Linked DNA regions of Mus musculus: all the other regions are linked to region 1. The links are chromatin contacts, called in public Hi-C, HiCAR-type and HiChIP or PLAC-seq maps. All regions are on one chromosome and are shown on one strand. Each heading gives the region's core, a stretch centred on a gene start, on an enhancer-like site or on the middle of the called end of the contact. The rest is flanking DNA. Distances are from core to core; before and after follow the strand shown.

Region 1 (2,700 bases), core at 178-2,677:
GGGCTGCCGGTCGGGGGCACGGCACGAGTGGCTGGAGCGAGGCGAGGGGTGGAAAAAGGAGGGGGCGGCGGGTGGACTAATGATGAAAAAGTCTCCTCCATCCTGGCTCCTTAATTAAATGCATGGAAAGAACCGAGGCGCGCACATCTGGTTTCAATCTACAGCCCTTTGATGGCATCAAATGTTCTTTTCCCAGATCAGGGCTGGAAGTTCTGGGCTAACTATGGCCGTTTGGAGCACAGAAACCATTTATACACACTGGGACCCTTCCTTCTTTTCAATTCAATCTCATAGCTACAGGAGAAGGGGAAATCTAGCAATCAGGGGAGCGAGGGGAAACGTATGTATGTGTGTGTTTAAAGAACATAAAACGCCACAAATAAGCACATACTATTTTACTTACTGGCCATATAGTAACTCATTCCTAATGAGACTATTAAAGCTGTTACCAGATTCCAACAGGTCATGAAAACACCGTCCAGCACCGCTCTGCCCTCTGTCAAGCCTGGTCATAGACTTCGACCTTCCTCAGTCTCTGTGTTTGCCAGGGCCTCACCGAACTGGATACAGATTAGCACAGAGCCCACCCCACCCCCAGCTCCTCCTGCTCCCCCCAACTTCTTCAGCCCCAGTGTTCCTGTCTGCTCTGATCTGGGGCAGCCTCGGCTACGAGCAAGAAATTAGAACATTGGCAAAGGTAGGGGAATTATCAGGACGGACTTTCTTCTGGTTTAATGAATATGTAAATTTTCTACTGTCTGAAGCCTGGGGATTTCTGGTGGCAGCGAAAGTCTCGAATCCATTCGAAGCTGAAGACTTCTGGATCTGCCCAAGCCGTCTTTAGATCGTAGAGAGCCTCCCGTTATTATCGCTCTTGTTATTTTATTACATTATTTAATAGGCTGTCTCTACAGAGCCAAACGAGCTTTAATAGGCTTGCTCTTTTTTGCCGTTCAGTCTCAGACTCTCCCTGCGCTCTCCGCCAAAACAAAGCTGCAGGAAAAGTTACTGGGGGGCGGTGCAGCCGCAGATTTGACTGTTATAGATGTGCATCTTTTCCCTGTTCCTTTTTCTTTTTTCTTTTCCTAACAAGTTTGCCCTCAGCTGTTATCAAAACATGCAAATGAGATATTCCAAGAGGATCTCAAACAAATCCGGAGGAGTTAATGCTGAAACAAAATAATCAGCCCCGTTTTAAAGTGACTGCGGGTTTCGGGCACTTTTCTCTCTGTGATACTACTGCAAGGGAATGATAATTAGACCTTTATTTTAAAAATCCAAAGGGGCTCTCTCCTTAGCTTCCCTCCCTTTTCCCTCCCTCCCTCCTTCCTCCCTCCCTCCTCCTCTCTTGCTCCCTCCCTCTCCCTTTCTCTCTGGCTCTGATGTTGGCAAAGGGGTTTTCTTAATCAGACTGTTTTTTCGGTCCGAGGAAAAGGAGGTAGGAGATTGTGATGGAGAAAGGGGGTCTGTAAAACGTCAGGCGCCGCACAAAGGCTTTGCCACGTAATTACAGGCTCCTATTAAGTGGAGATCTGCCCTCCCAGGGGTCTCCAATTTTCTTGTATTCCCTACAAAGCCTCCTCTCCATGCCAGCCTGTGCCTTTTGAAGTGCCAGAGAGCTTCTTGATCCAACTGAGAAGGGAAAAGGAGCTCCGCACGGAGAAGGGGGAGAGAGCGGAGGGAAGGGGGACCGCCACCCTTCTGCAGACTCTTGAAGCCCCGCTTCTTTATTTCTTATTTTTTTTTCCTCCTTACGAAGAGTAAAGTGAGAATCCTGCTCTCTAATACATCTGCAAGACATCACTCTCCTGAAATTCTAGTCACTCCCGAGAATCCACAGGAGTGCAGAGAGGGGGAACGCGCTTTCTTGAAGACATTTTAAAGCTGGAACAAGCCTTCTTCTGTTGGCGCTTGAACTCTTGCCGGGGGAATAACTTTTTTTAACCTCTTTCTCTAATTTTTTTAAAGCCACTTTGATTCTTCTCTCCACCCCTTCTTCTCTCTTCTGTTTGCCTAACTCCCCCGCCCCGCTGGCCTCCCCTTTCCTCGCTCCCCCTTATTATTATTTTTAGTGTCTGCGAGTGGACGCTTTTTAAGAGTTGAAAGGGATATTTTTTTTCTTTTTGATCTAAGCATAGGTTGTTTGTTTTGTTTTTATTTTTGAACTTTTTGGTGTGGATTATCTCTCTGGACCGCGCTGGACTTGGCTTTAGCGAAGTAACCGAGGCTGCAGGGAAAGTTACTTGTCCCGAAAGTTCTACACTTCAGAAGGGGTCCCACCCTCTGTTTCTCTCTCTCTCTCTCTCTCTCTCTCTCTCTCTCTCTCTCTCTCCACTCCCCCCTCTTTCTTCCCCACTCGGCTCCTCTCCCCCCTCACGCCCACAGCGTTTGGTGTTGATTCGAGCGGGAAGAGGGGGGTGGGTGGGATTGGAGGGGAGACCATGACCTCCAGCTACGGGCACGTTCTGGAGCGGCAACCGGCGCTGGGCGGCCGCTTGGACAGCCCGGGCAACCTCGACACCCTGCAGGCGAAAAAGAACTTCTCCGTCAGTCACCTGCTAGACCTGGAGGAGGCCGGGGACATGGTGGCGGCACAAGCAGACGAAAGTGTGGGCGAGGCGGGCCGGAGCCTGCTGGAGTCACCGGGACTGACCAGTGGCAGCGACACCCCTCAGCAGGACAGTGAGTGAGGGCGCGTGC
Region 2 (2,700 bases), core at 22-2,521, 360 kb before region 1:
AGTCCTTGATCCATGTCAATGAAGAACCATATGCTCTGCTAAAGAATCTAGGAGTACTGTCATGGCCCATAAGAACACTAGCTGTTTCTTGAAGGCTGATGCCTATCAGTATATATGCTTACAGTTTTTTAAAGTAGCTTTACGTTGAAAAGTTTGATAAAATGAATTCTGGTTCATCTTTCTGATGCTGGCCATGTAGTCAAATCCCAAAAGATGAGTTTTGCATAGATCACAAAAATTTTCCCAGTGAGGTCTGCTACTTCAAGTACAAGAATTCAGGGGCCCCTCTCTCCCCTGCGAGCTTCCTGGGTGAGCATTCTCTAATGAAGTCATTGCCAAGTCCTGACTCACAGATGACCTCCCCAATGCAGACCCAGGAATAGGCTAATGGGGTCCTGAGAAAGCACGCTGACCTTGCCTGGCTTCTCGGCAGCCCAATGAGATATTGATGACACTGCTCTGCAGAGACTTCTCTAGTGGTTTTCCTGGCAGGCAAAGCTTCAGGCTACTCAGTGGAATGTCTCTATTCTGTAGCTTCAGGAGGAGCCAGGAGGCTACAATTCCAAGCCAAGGGAAATACTACTTTAGCCTCAGTGCCTGTACTTGGCAGGGACTAGTCTGAGCTCAGGAGCAGGGGTCATTTGCACTCCTATCTCACTAGGCCAGTGCTTCTCAACCTTCCCGATGCTGTAACCCTTTACTGCAGTTCCTCATGTTGTGTTGACCCCCGACCATAAAATTATTTTTGTTGCTTCTTCATAATTATAATTTTGTTAGTTATGAACTGTAATGTAAATATCTGTGTATTTCAATGGTTCTAGGCAACCCTAGTAAAATGTTCATTTGACATTCCTCCCCCGCCTGGGGTCATAACCCAAAAACTGCTGCACTGGGCTCTCCTTAAAGGAAGATGGAGAGACACTAGGAATCTGGTTTATGCCCTAGTATGCTGCTCTGCCTGGGTGAAATGTGGTTCACTCCAATTTGGCTATGGTAAGAACTGCAAATGCCCCTTTCCCTATCTGGGAAGAAGCAGAAGGAAGCTGGAGTCTGAATCAGACATCTTAAATCTCAGCAGCCGTCTTGGTCTGTGCTTAGACAAATAATCTCCAGGCGACCCAAATCCCCTATTCATTGTGAAAACAGACAGTGTGGTAGGAAAACAGAATTAAATTGTTTCTCTTTCATGGCAGTTGAAGTGTAAAAACCATTCTATTCCGACCTTGTGGTCAGAATATCCTGACACCTCATAAATTATCCTAAGGGCTTGAGGCCTGGATGGCTGGGGAGGGCTGAAGGCCTCACCACAGCCAGAGTCTCCCCAACAGCCAAGCCCCTCTGTGTGCACCAGGCACTGGTCTGTGGGATGTGGAGAAACGAGGTTTCATCCAAGTCCAAGAGTTTTCCTTCCTCTTACTGTTTTAGAATTTGTGTGAACACTCTCCTGAAGGGTTCAGAAAGTAGAAAACAGTTATATTGTGTGTCTCTGTGTGTCATGTCTGTCTGCCTCTGTCTGTCTCTATCTGTTTCTGTCTCTCTGTCTTTGTCTGTCTTTTTCCTTGTCTGTTTTTGTGTCTGTGTCTGTGTCTGTGTCTGTGTCTGTCTCTCAGTCTCTGTCTTTCTTACACACACACACACACACACACACACACACACACACACACACACACACTCACACACACACAACTGGTTACCAGGAAACAAAGGAGCTTCCTCAGCAGATTCCTCTTGAATTGCTGTGCCCCCCGGTGAGTTTCCTTTTGCCCCTACATCCATCTGTGCCTTACACCCAGTAGGTGCTCTATAAATGTTTGCCTAGTGGTAATACCTTTAGATTGGTCCCTAGAGAGGAAAACAGATTTATTTGAGGGGAATTCCAAGTGTGTAAGGCATCATTCAGAGCAAACCGCCTTTCGGTTATCCCAAGCCACCATGAGACTGAAAGAGTCTGAGTGTTTGTGGGTGTGTCTGGACATATTGTGTGTGGGAATGTGGGTGGGTGGTCTGGACTGGCAGGTAATAAGTGACAGGAGGGCCCTTGAAAATATAAAGGGCTCCATAACTACTGTAAAAATAAAACTGGGACCAGCATGCCCAGACCTCCAGCCATGCAGCGGCCAAGTCTGACCCTGGCAGAGATGAATAATACGGTGGGGATGGATTTAAAAATTATTACTCAATGTTTTTGGTCCCCATGGACATCTCTCTCTTTCTCTTTATTTCAAGATATTATAAAGAATTACTTGGGTGGGTTTTTGGCCAGGCAAATGATTACAGCAGACTGTAGAATTCCAGAGCCCTTCCAAGCTCTTTCTAGACTCTTCTATATTAATGATTTTTATTTTTAATGGTATATATCTTTTGGTTTCCCTTTTGGACTAAGGATATGATTTCTTATTCCCCCACTTTTGGAAAAATCCTCTCTCTCTCTCTCTCTCTCTCTCTATATATATATATATATATATATATATACATATATATATATACACACACACATATATATGTATATATATACTTGCTAGCACATTTTATTTATTTATTTATTTATTTAGATATTTATTTAGATATTTTCTTTATATACATTTCAAATACTATCCCGAAAGTTCCCTATACTCTCCCTCCGCCCTGCTCCTTAACCCACCCACTCCTGCTTCTTGGCCCTGGAATTCCCCTGTAGTGGGGCATATAAAGTTTGCAATA
Region 3 (2,700 bases), core at 31-2,530, 470 kb before region 1:
CCCTATCAAGTAAGGGAAAATACACTTAACAAATTTTATTAGGACTTAATGTCACCACCTAACATGCATGGTTTTTCTCTCAAAAGTATTTTCATACTTTGTCCTTATGTCCTTCAGAAAGTATTATCTCTCATTTTCAAATGAAGTAATTATGTCCAAAAAACCAAATCTATGTGCTCTTTGCAGTGGATTAGCAACAGAGCTTTAACGAAAAATAGAGACTCTACATTAGCATTTTAAAAGATTTATTCACTGCTCCCTCACAGTTGGTTCAGTGAGAGGTATATTTTTCTAACCATGGGTGGTCTTATTTTTCTACAGACATTAAGGAATCTCACAAAATTTCCTTTTTCTTGGTGTAGCTGATATCATACATATGTAAAAAAAAAAAATAGTAGGCTTTCGCATGCCAAGGTCTTAATAATAATGAACTTCCTACAGAAATTATACAGTGTATGTGACCGTCAAGTGAGTAAAGTGGACCAAGACCAGCTGACTGAACATCTCAATCCAGTCTTGCATAAAGCAAAAACCACCACGTCCGTCTTTATTCCACACACCCCACCATGATTTATGAATCTCAAACTGAACACAAATTGGTGATGTGACAGAATTCATTTCCAAGCTTCCATGGGATTTATCTATTGAGGAATCCAGGAGAGTGGGGCAGAACAAAAAACAAAACCTAGGAAATATGGGATTTATCTCGCCTAACCTGCCTCTTAATGAGGTTATAGATTAATGTAGCAAGGACATCATCAGATGCTGTCAGGACACCTCCAAGCCAAAGAGGACCTCGCGCCCCCGCAGGGCCCATCCTTTATTCCACCCCATCATTTTCTCCTCTTTCTTTCCTTCCCTGCGTCCCACCCCTTCTCGTGTCTAGCTCTGCCCCTGGACATCCCATGGTCAGCCGGGAAACACCTAAGGACCTGCTCAGGGCGGAGCCCGGGTCATCACCTTTTGAGGTATCTGGCGTCCTCGCCTTGCATGGCGGCGGCGGCGGCGGCAGCGGCGTGGGGAGAATGGGAGTGTCTGAGAATCTGGGAGGGCTACTTCCGGAGACCCGGCCAAAGTACCCTCAAAGCAGAGCGGTGACAGTCCCAAGGCCTGCAAGGCGGGGCGGCGGTGGCGGTGGCGGTGGCGGCGGCGGCGGCGCAGCGGTTACCACGGTGAACCCGCCGGCTCCTCCCACTGCTCCTGGGCCCCAAAACACTGGAGCAGCCCAGACCCGCCCAGAGCCGTCAGGGCCGAACTCTCCGCAAGGCGCATGCGCTCACGCGACAGCTACAGTCTGCGCAGGCTCAGGGTGAGGCTCCTGCGACAAATCTGACGCTCCCAGGAACAGCGCAGGAAGGGTTTGGTACTGATCTGGGAGCCTGTGATTTAGAGGCATATTCCTGGTCACTGCCCCCTGGAGGATGGGAAAGGAAGAAGCATTGCAAGCTGCAAAATTGGAACGTAAAGTCCTTAGCGTGAAAGGAGACAAGGTAACCAGTGAACCTTCTAGCTAACTAATGATGGTGATCAGACTAGCCTTTGACAACAACTTCTTTGGTGGAGCTTCTATTTTGGAACATGTAAAAGGTTCTGCATTGATTGCACTGAATTCTAGCTGGTGGAAATAGTCTGTGATGTGGATTGGATCAACTTTGAAAGTGGCATTTAAAATCCCAAAGTAGAAAACACTCCCTTCCATTATAACAAGCCAACTTCTGAACTTCCAAATCGTCCACTGATTAACTTTAACTCAAGATTCTTGAGAAATTGTTTCTTCTAAGGCAAATAATTGCTGACAATTTGGAGAGAGAAAAGAGCCGCTTTTTAGCCAAAGCAAGCTGTCTGCTCTGCTTTGAGATCCTTTAACCTGTCCATCACCGTCTTCTGGTATCACATTGTTAGCCATTCCTTCAAAAGAGTTAATAGTGATAGATTTTTATGCATAAAATGTCATGCAGAGAGACATTAAAGAGATGTTTTATGCCCCTACCAACTCACACCAATTAAATTTATTTCTGATAAAGTTGTAACTATTCTTTCAATTTATCAATAAGGAATTCCAGGCAAACTACATTCTCCATATTTATCAAAGTCTTCTTAACAAACTGTCACAAAGTTCTGTCTTATCGTTAAGGTAGTCATTATCTGCAGCTTTTTCTCTCCATCCACACTCTGATGATTAGTCTAATCGGTTCACACATGGGATTCTTCCTAACTGGACTTTCTATTTCAAATATTGATTATTCAAACCAAGGCAAAAAATGCACAAATTATCGTTCACAACATCTTTAACAATAAAAGCAAGGCACACTACTTTAAAGCAGTGGTTCTCAACTTGTGAGTCATGACCTCTCTGTGGGTGGAAGGACCCTTTCACGAAGGTCTCTAAAGTCATTGGAAAACACGAATATTTACATCAAGAGTCATAACAGTAACAAAAGTACAGTAGTTACGAAGTGGCAACCAAAATCATTTTATGGTTGGGGGTCACCACAACGTGAGAAACTTATTAAAGGGTCATAGTGTTAGGAAGGTTGAGAACCACTGCTTTAAAACTTCTGTAAAGGCTGGCAACGAAGCCTGCCTCCACCTCTGAGAATGTGAGTTCTATCTCTGGGACCCACACCATGGGAGGAGAGGAAGCTACATCTGCAAGTTGTCCTCTGACTTACACATGTGTCTGGTGACACACCACACACA
Region 4 (2,700 bases), core at 36-2,535, 380 kb before region 1:
AAGTGGTAAACAAATAATCTGCGCATGTGCCAAGGGTATCTTATGACTACTTGTGCTCTGCCTTCCCCGTGACGTCAACTCGGCCGATGGGCTGCAGCCAATCAGGGAGTGACACGTCCGAGGCGAAGGAGAATGCTCCTTAAGAGGGACGGGGTTTCGTTTTTTCTCTCTCTTGCTTTTCTCTCTCTCTTGCTTCTTGCTCTCTCTTGCTTCTTGCACTCTGTTCCTGAAGATGTAAGAATAAAGCTTTGCCGCAGAAGATTCTGGTCTGTGGTGTTCTTCCTGGCCGGTCGTGAGAACGCGTCTAATAACATCCCCTCTCAAGACTCAGAGATATACTTGGAAGAAGAGATAGAAAGAGATGGATCCAGAGGTGGTGGATGACTCAAAGGAAATTCTCTGACCTTTTATGCTAATGTAAATTCACTCTAACCAGACTCCCTTGGAAAAAAGTGACCTTTATGCTCACTAGTTCTCTAAAGTTTGATACTGTCTCAGAATCTTCCTTCATATGCCCACATTTTTGTCTAGATGGCTCTTTCTCTTTGATCTTTATAATCAAACCTTATAATATGGAGTTCTAAACATACACGATTGAGAATAATAGGAAGACAAGATAAATTGTGACAGATTGGATCTTTTTTTTTGAAGTGAAAATAGATTTTATTTTTTTTCAGCCTGCATGTATATTTTTTATTAGATATTTTCTTTATTTACATTTCAAATGCTATCCCAAAAGTTCTCTATACCCTCCCCCCCGCCCTGCTTCCCTAAACACCCACTCCCACTTCTTGGCCCTGGCCTTCCCCTGTACTGGAGCATATGAAGTTTGCAATACCATCTTCCCAATGATGGCCGACTAGGCCATCTTCTGCTACATATGCAGCCAGAGACACGAGCTCTGGGGGTATTGGTTAGTTCATATTGTTATAGATTGGACCTTTCTTAGACCCTATAATTTTCACTCTGGGAAAAGAATCCAAATTTTGTAATTCAAAAACCTAAGTCCTTTTTCCTTTTGTATTCCAGGAGAGTGCTCTCCTGATGCGGAATATGGGCAGAAATGTCAAGTTGTGATAGAAGAAAGCCTTCAGACAACCTGGAGTGAAGGATGATTTATTGGCACTAGGAATGTAGGAATATCTTCCCTGATTCATCACAGGATGCCTGGGAGAGATGAGACGTCAGGACAGCTGTTCTCAGAAATGCAGAACTTCTTTGGCTCATCTTTATACAGGCCAGCTTCTTTATTCCTCACCATAGGGATTACATTTCTGTGGTTGCTAATCCAAGAACACATCATGGACAGAGATTAGTAAGGAACTCCAGCCCTTTCTGGTATGTGTGCCTGACGCCTCAAGGGTTGGCCACAGAAAACTGCTTAAGAGCTAGGATACCAAGATATGTAGCATAAGATATTAGACTCTTGGCTAGGAAGAGATGAACACTTTTGGAGTAAGCCCTGGTATGCAGCTTACTATGCAACGATTAAAGCACTCTCTCACTTTTCAAATGCAACACCATGATGATCAGAAAGAAAGGGGAGATCAGATGGCTCAGGACACAAGTAAAGTGCCTAAACAGTGTACTTTCCTTTGGAATTTAGGACTAGTTATCTATCTATCTATCTATCTATCTATCTATCTATCTATCTATCTATCTATCTATCTTAGAATTTGTTACCTGGGCAGATTCTTTTATATTTTGTTTATATATTTTAATTAATATATAATTACATCAATTTCCCCTTTCCATTTCCTTCCTCCTACCCTGCCTAAGACTCATCCCACCAACCCTTTCCATGTCTCCCCACCCTCAAATTGATAGCTTCCGTTTCTTTGATTATTAGTGTTACATATATATGTATGAGTAACATACACAAATATAGCCTACTGAGACCATCTTCATTGTTTATGTGTTCTGGAAACGACTGTACAGAGTAGGCAGATTTAAAAAAATTAATCTTCATGTACTCATGTTTTCCTGATTTAAATATTAACCCTGTGTCTTAGCCTACCTTTTTGCTCCTTGGAAGCAATCTTCTAAACTATTTCTCCTTCTAGTATGGAACTTGTTCAAAGAGCTGTATTTAGCCAAGTGTGGTGGCACAAACCTGTGATATCAGGATCATGAGGGCAAGAGGGCAGAGTCAGAGGACTGTAGCAAGTTCAAGACCAGCCCCTTTTACATAATGAGCACTATGCTGGGGTCAGAGTCAGGAGGATTGTAGGAAGTTCAAGGCCAGCCTGTTTTTCATAGTGAGCTCTGTACTATCCGAGGCTGATGATTATTTTCCATTCAGACAATGATGCTCAGGACCCCTCCAATAGAGAAGCACAGGAGAAGGCAAATTCTCACGGCAAGAAGGATGTGATGCATTCGCTCAAACGCTCCTTTAGTGTGTTAACCTTACAAGTGTTCATCTGCTCGCTGATATAGTCCAAGCATTGTGTTTGGTACTGGGAACATAAGGGGCAAGACAGACTTAAGTAACACTCGAATCTGATGGATTTAGCATGAAATTCATGGTGCATGAAATGAATGTGTGTGCACTCTGATAAATACACAATTTTCATAGTGGTAAGTGCCACAGAGCAAACATACAAGGAACTGGGAGTGCAATGGGGGTGTCTATTTTCTATAGGAAGAGCTTTCTCCATAGTTTTTAAATCTTGGACTTTTGGACATTTCACTCATGGT
Region 5 (2,704 bases), core at 160-2,659, 440 kb before region 1:
CTCAGGATCTCCTAGCTAGTACCTAAAGACAAACATGAGTGGTGGCACATAGCCATGACTGACTGAGGTACAACAGTTATGCTATTTTTTTTTTTTTGCTCACCCTCTCTTTTTTTTTTCTCTCTCTCTCTTTAAGTTCTTACTCTCCAGGGTTCATAGAGACACTAGTTATTTCTGATTGCCAAGCCTCTACAAACCTGCCAATATTGTACTCTACTCTATAATGTGAAGTCACTGAAACTGTTAATTAAAAAAAAAAAAACATTTAAGCAAAATCAGCTTCACATTTCACCACAATGTATCCAAGTCCTGCTGTATGAACACTCTTTTCTAATTTTTAAGACCATATGGTTTTCAAACAAAAGTGTAACATGTCAAATTCTGTGACACCTTCCTCATCAAAATAGTTCCTGTTAAAATTAAATTGATGCCTTTAATTTAATGAAACCACAGAGGAATTTTATATAGTTCTTTAAGTATTTTCTTTTATACCTTTCAGTACCTCTCAGAAAACCACATGGGGTACAAAGTAAACAAAGTGTGAGGGCTGGCAGGAGGGCTCAGCAGGTGAAGGAGCTTGCTGCCAAGACTGTCGCCCTGAGTTTGATCCCCAGATTCCACATGGTGGAAGCAGAGAACCAATTCCTGCAAGTTATCATCTGACCATCATGTGTGTGCCATGGCATGTCCACCCCATTCATACACATCGCACATCCCCAAAACAAAGAAAATGTAAACAAAATATTGAAGAATTTTAACCCTGCAAAATTTTGTCCTAATTTACCTATTTATAATCTTCAGGATTTAAAGATATTTTCAACTTGGTCAAAGCCAAACGACCTATTTTTGAAACATCTTTTCTGACTAGGCGTTAGCTATTCTTGGAGACACAAGTTCCTAAAGTCCTGAGCTGCTTTCGTTGGAATTCTCGGCTGATGGTTATGACTCACTGAGATGGATGCATTATTCTTTTTTAATTTACTTCAGTAAAAACTCCCAATGAATTTAAAGTCAGTGCTCCTTATGGAAAAAGAATGCTGTGTGTTTCCATACTATCCTCTAGATGACCTATTAGTAATTAGATTTTGGAGAGCAGAGTTGTTATCAAGAGTCAGATTTACCACACAACCTAAGAAATTCTTCCGCAAGCCAGTCCCTTTATAAAATCCTGTTCCAGGCTTTGCTGGCCCGTGGTTCCCACATTGGTGATATGCCACCCAGAAAATCCCATTTCCTCTTTTCCCTCTCTTTCACTTCCTGCTCACACTGTGAAGACTTAGTTTATACTTCTCAAGTTTACTTATCGTGGTTTGCATAAAATTACTCTTCACTCACTTACACATTGTAGATAATGGTTATTTGCCTATAAACCTAACAGGTACTGAGTCTTATTTACCCTCCTGCTCTGTGGACACTTTCAGAACAAACGGGCAGTTGTTTTTGAAACACTTGCCATTTTTATGATGCTTGGAACTCTCTTGCCTTGTTGCTTGTGCACTTTTTTAATGGCTCAAGTCTCCTTCTTTCACGGTGTTTACTCTGGAGCTGGTGTGAACAGAGGCTCTTGGAAATGTAGAGTGTTAATATCCTGGCATGTGTCTTGCTGTGTGCAAGAGACGGCTTCTCTAGGCTGCTGGGAGCATAGTGGAAACCAGCCTGTCACAGCATAGACAGACACACCTAGGCCTAAATGATCGCATATCCATCGTACCCTCTTGTGCTCTCTGATTTCGTGTGTGCACAGCCAGCCGCATATTTACTGGAGTACTGCTTTACCTTTATTTCTAGAATGCATGGCACCTCACATGTGCTTCTAATTAATGCTCATGTTTGATTGCTTTACGTAACTTTTTAAACAAAGTTAAATAATCTTGTATAAAAAATGTCAGTTTGTGTTAAAGAAGCACAATTATGTCTCTTTGGGGAATTAGAAAAAAAAGGAAAAAAATAAGTTGAAATACTTCAGCCCCCTTACATATATTGCCATAAATGGTAGTGACATTGAAGCAGTCACACATTTGAGGTTCAAGAGCTTTTAAATAGCTTTTGAACAAATCAAGCACAAAGTAGTATTACTTATATTAAGAAACTTATTTAAAACAGAGCCCATTAATGGGATGTGATTTAAAACCATGTCTGTTTTAAATATATGTTCAAAATTAAGTTACTAGGCCAGAACCCGAAAGTCAGAAAACTGATACCTCAATATAATAACTACAGCTTTGGAGGCAGATTTATTATTTCAACCCATGAGGAAAGCATGAATTGGTAAATTACCATATCCAGTGTAATATAATTAGACCTAGAAAACTTCATAAATTTCTGTAAGTGTAATACTTTGGGCTACAGTTCACCCAGTAATGTAACAGCTATCCAAAAATGGATTGGTGGTACTGTGGCCTCTAACATAAAATCGAAAAACAAGGGTGGGTGGGGGTGGCAAAAACCCTAGTAGCTTTATCTATACTGTTTATATCGATATAGATGCATAAAGATGCATATAAGCTATTTGAAGACAGAAGTACATCTAATACATATATTTGAATTTAAACAGCTTAATCAGATGTTCAAGACCTGGGTCAGATTGACATGACCTTCCAATTCTTTCCTATTTTTCATCATACACACTTATAGATAACACTTGGTATGGCAATTATGCTTTTTGGCCTGGGTTTTGTGCTTTTTGGGTTCTTTGGTATCAGGA

Evidence for each region. Hi-C and Micro-C count contacts between places; a contact is called where the count stands out from the background. HiCAR-type assays count read pairs that join an accessible place to other places. HiChIP or PLAC-seq counts read pairs in DNA pulled down with a chosen protein or histone mark.
Region 2: an H3K4me3 HiChIP or PLAC-seq map of embryonic limb bud shows a contact between it and region 1, with 5 times the contacts expected there. The contact joins the enhancer-like site here to the promoter of Prrx1 in region 1. A contact is called at or near these places in 14 of 39 promoter capture datasets (the 3T3-L1 cell line, 3T3-L1-derived adipocytes, cranial neural crest and 8 more), 1 of 15 datasets of contacts at CTCF or cohesin (the NIH/3T3 cell line), 3 of 484 Hi-C or Micro-C datasets (palatal mesenchyme, uterus and ventricular fibroblasts), 6 of 115 datasets of contacts at active chromatin or transcription factors (craniofacial prominence, embryonic hindbrain, embryonic limb bud and 3 more) and 3 of 9 other capture datasets (adipose tissue, embryonic tail and embryonic trunk).
Region 3: a HiCAR-type map of astrocytes shows a contact between it and region 1, with 4 times the contacts expected there. The contact joins the promoter of Kifap3 here to the promoter of Prrx1 in region 1. A contact is called at or near these places in 1 of 15 datasets of contacts at CTCF or cohesin (the NIH/3T3 cell line), 9 of 115 datasets of contacts at active chromatin or transcription factors (the NIH/3T3 cell line, astrocytes, craniofacial prominence and 5 more) and 1 of 9 other capture datasets (adipose tissue).
Region 4: a Hi-C map of myocytes shows a contact between it and region 1, with 4 times the contacts expected there. The contact joins the enhancer-like site here to the promoter of Prrx1 in region 1. A contact is called at or near these places in 5 of 39 promoter capture datasets (the 3T3-L1 cell line, 3T3-L1-derived adipocytes, the HPC-7 cell line and 2 more), 1 of 15 datasets of contacts at CTCF or cohesin (the NIH/3T3 cell line), 4 of 484 Hi-C or Micro-C datasets (embryonic stem cells, myocytes and uterus), 9 of 115 datasets of contacts at active chromatin or transcription factors (the NIH/3T3 cell line, craniofacial prominence, embryonic fibroblasts and 3 more) and 3 of 9 other capture datasets (adipose tissue, embryonic tail and embryonic trunk).
Region 5: an H3K4me3 HiChIP or PLAC-seq map of embryonic limb bud shows a contact between it and region 1, with 6 times the contacts expected there. The contact joins the enhancer-like site here to the promoter of Prrx1 in region 1. A contact is called at or near these places in 13 of 39 promoter capture datasets (the 3T3-L1 cell line, the HPC-7 cell line, HPC-7-derived erythroid cells and 8 more), 1 of 15 datasets of contacts at CTCF or cohesin (the NIH/3T3 cell line), 1 of 484 Hi-C or Micro-C datasets (embryonic fibroblasts), 5 of 115 datasets of contacts at active chromatin or transcription factors (the NIH/3T3 cell line, craniofacial prominence, embryonic basal ganglia and 2 more) and 2 of 9 other capture datasets (adipose tissue and macrophages).

Annotation. Positions count from the first base shown.
Region 1 is chr1:163,312,377-163,315,076 of GRCm38.p6, reverse strand. It overlaps Prrx1 (paired related homeobox 1), which reads left to right and starts at 1,427. Exons shown (of 4, transcript NM_011127.2): 1 at 1,427-2,682. The coding sequence starts at 2,442.
Region 2 is chr1:163,669,417-163,672,116 of GRCm38.p6, reverse strand. No RefSeq gene overlaps it. Among named protein-coding and RNA genes, the nearest start is that of Gm32333, 53 kb to the right of the region's middle. Within about 2 kb of position 1,271, at least 26 of the 459 cell types and tissues checked have an H3K27ac peak or open chromatin away from gene starts, as enhancers often do. A contact at or near this core is called in embryonic limb bud and trophoblast stem cells, where this site is marked.
Region 3 is chr1:163,778,163-163,780,862 of GRCm38.p6, reverse strand. It overlaps Kifap3 (kinesin-associated protein 3), which reads right to left and starts at 1,280. Exons shown (of 20, transcript NM_001305643.1): 1 at 961-1,280. The coding sequence starts at 992. Gm51663 (predicted gene, 51663) reads left to right here and starts at 1,323. Exons shown (of 2, transcript NR_165475.1): 1 at 1,323-1,490.
Region 4 is chr1:163,690,581-163,693,280 of GRCm38.p6, reverse strand. No RefSeq gene overlaps it. Among named protein-coding and RNA genes, the nearest start is that of Mettl11b, 33 kb to the left of the region's middle. Within about 2 kb of position 1,285, at least 2 of the 459 cell types and tissues checked have an H3K27ac peak or open chromatin away from gene starts, as enhancers often do. A contact at or near this core is called in myocytes, where this site is marked.
Region 5 is chr1:163,756,531-163,759,234 of GRCm38.p6, reverse strand. No RefSeq gene overlaps it. Among named protein-coding and RNA genes, the nearest start is that of Gm51663, 22 kb to the left of the region's middle. Within about 2 kb of position 1,409, at least 17 of the 459 cell types and tissues checked have an H3K27ac peak or open chromatin away from gene starts, as enhancers often do. A contact at or near this core is called in embryonic limb bud, where this site is marked.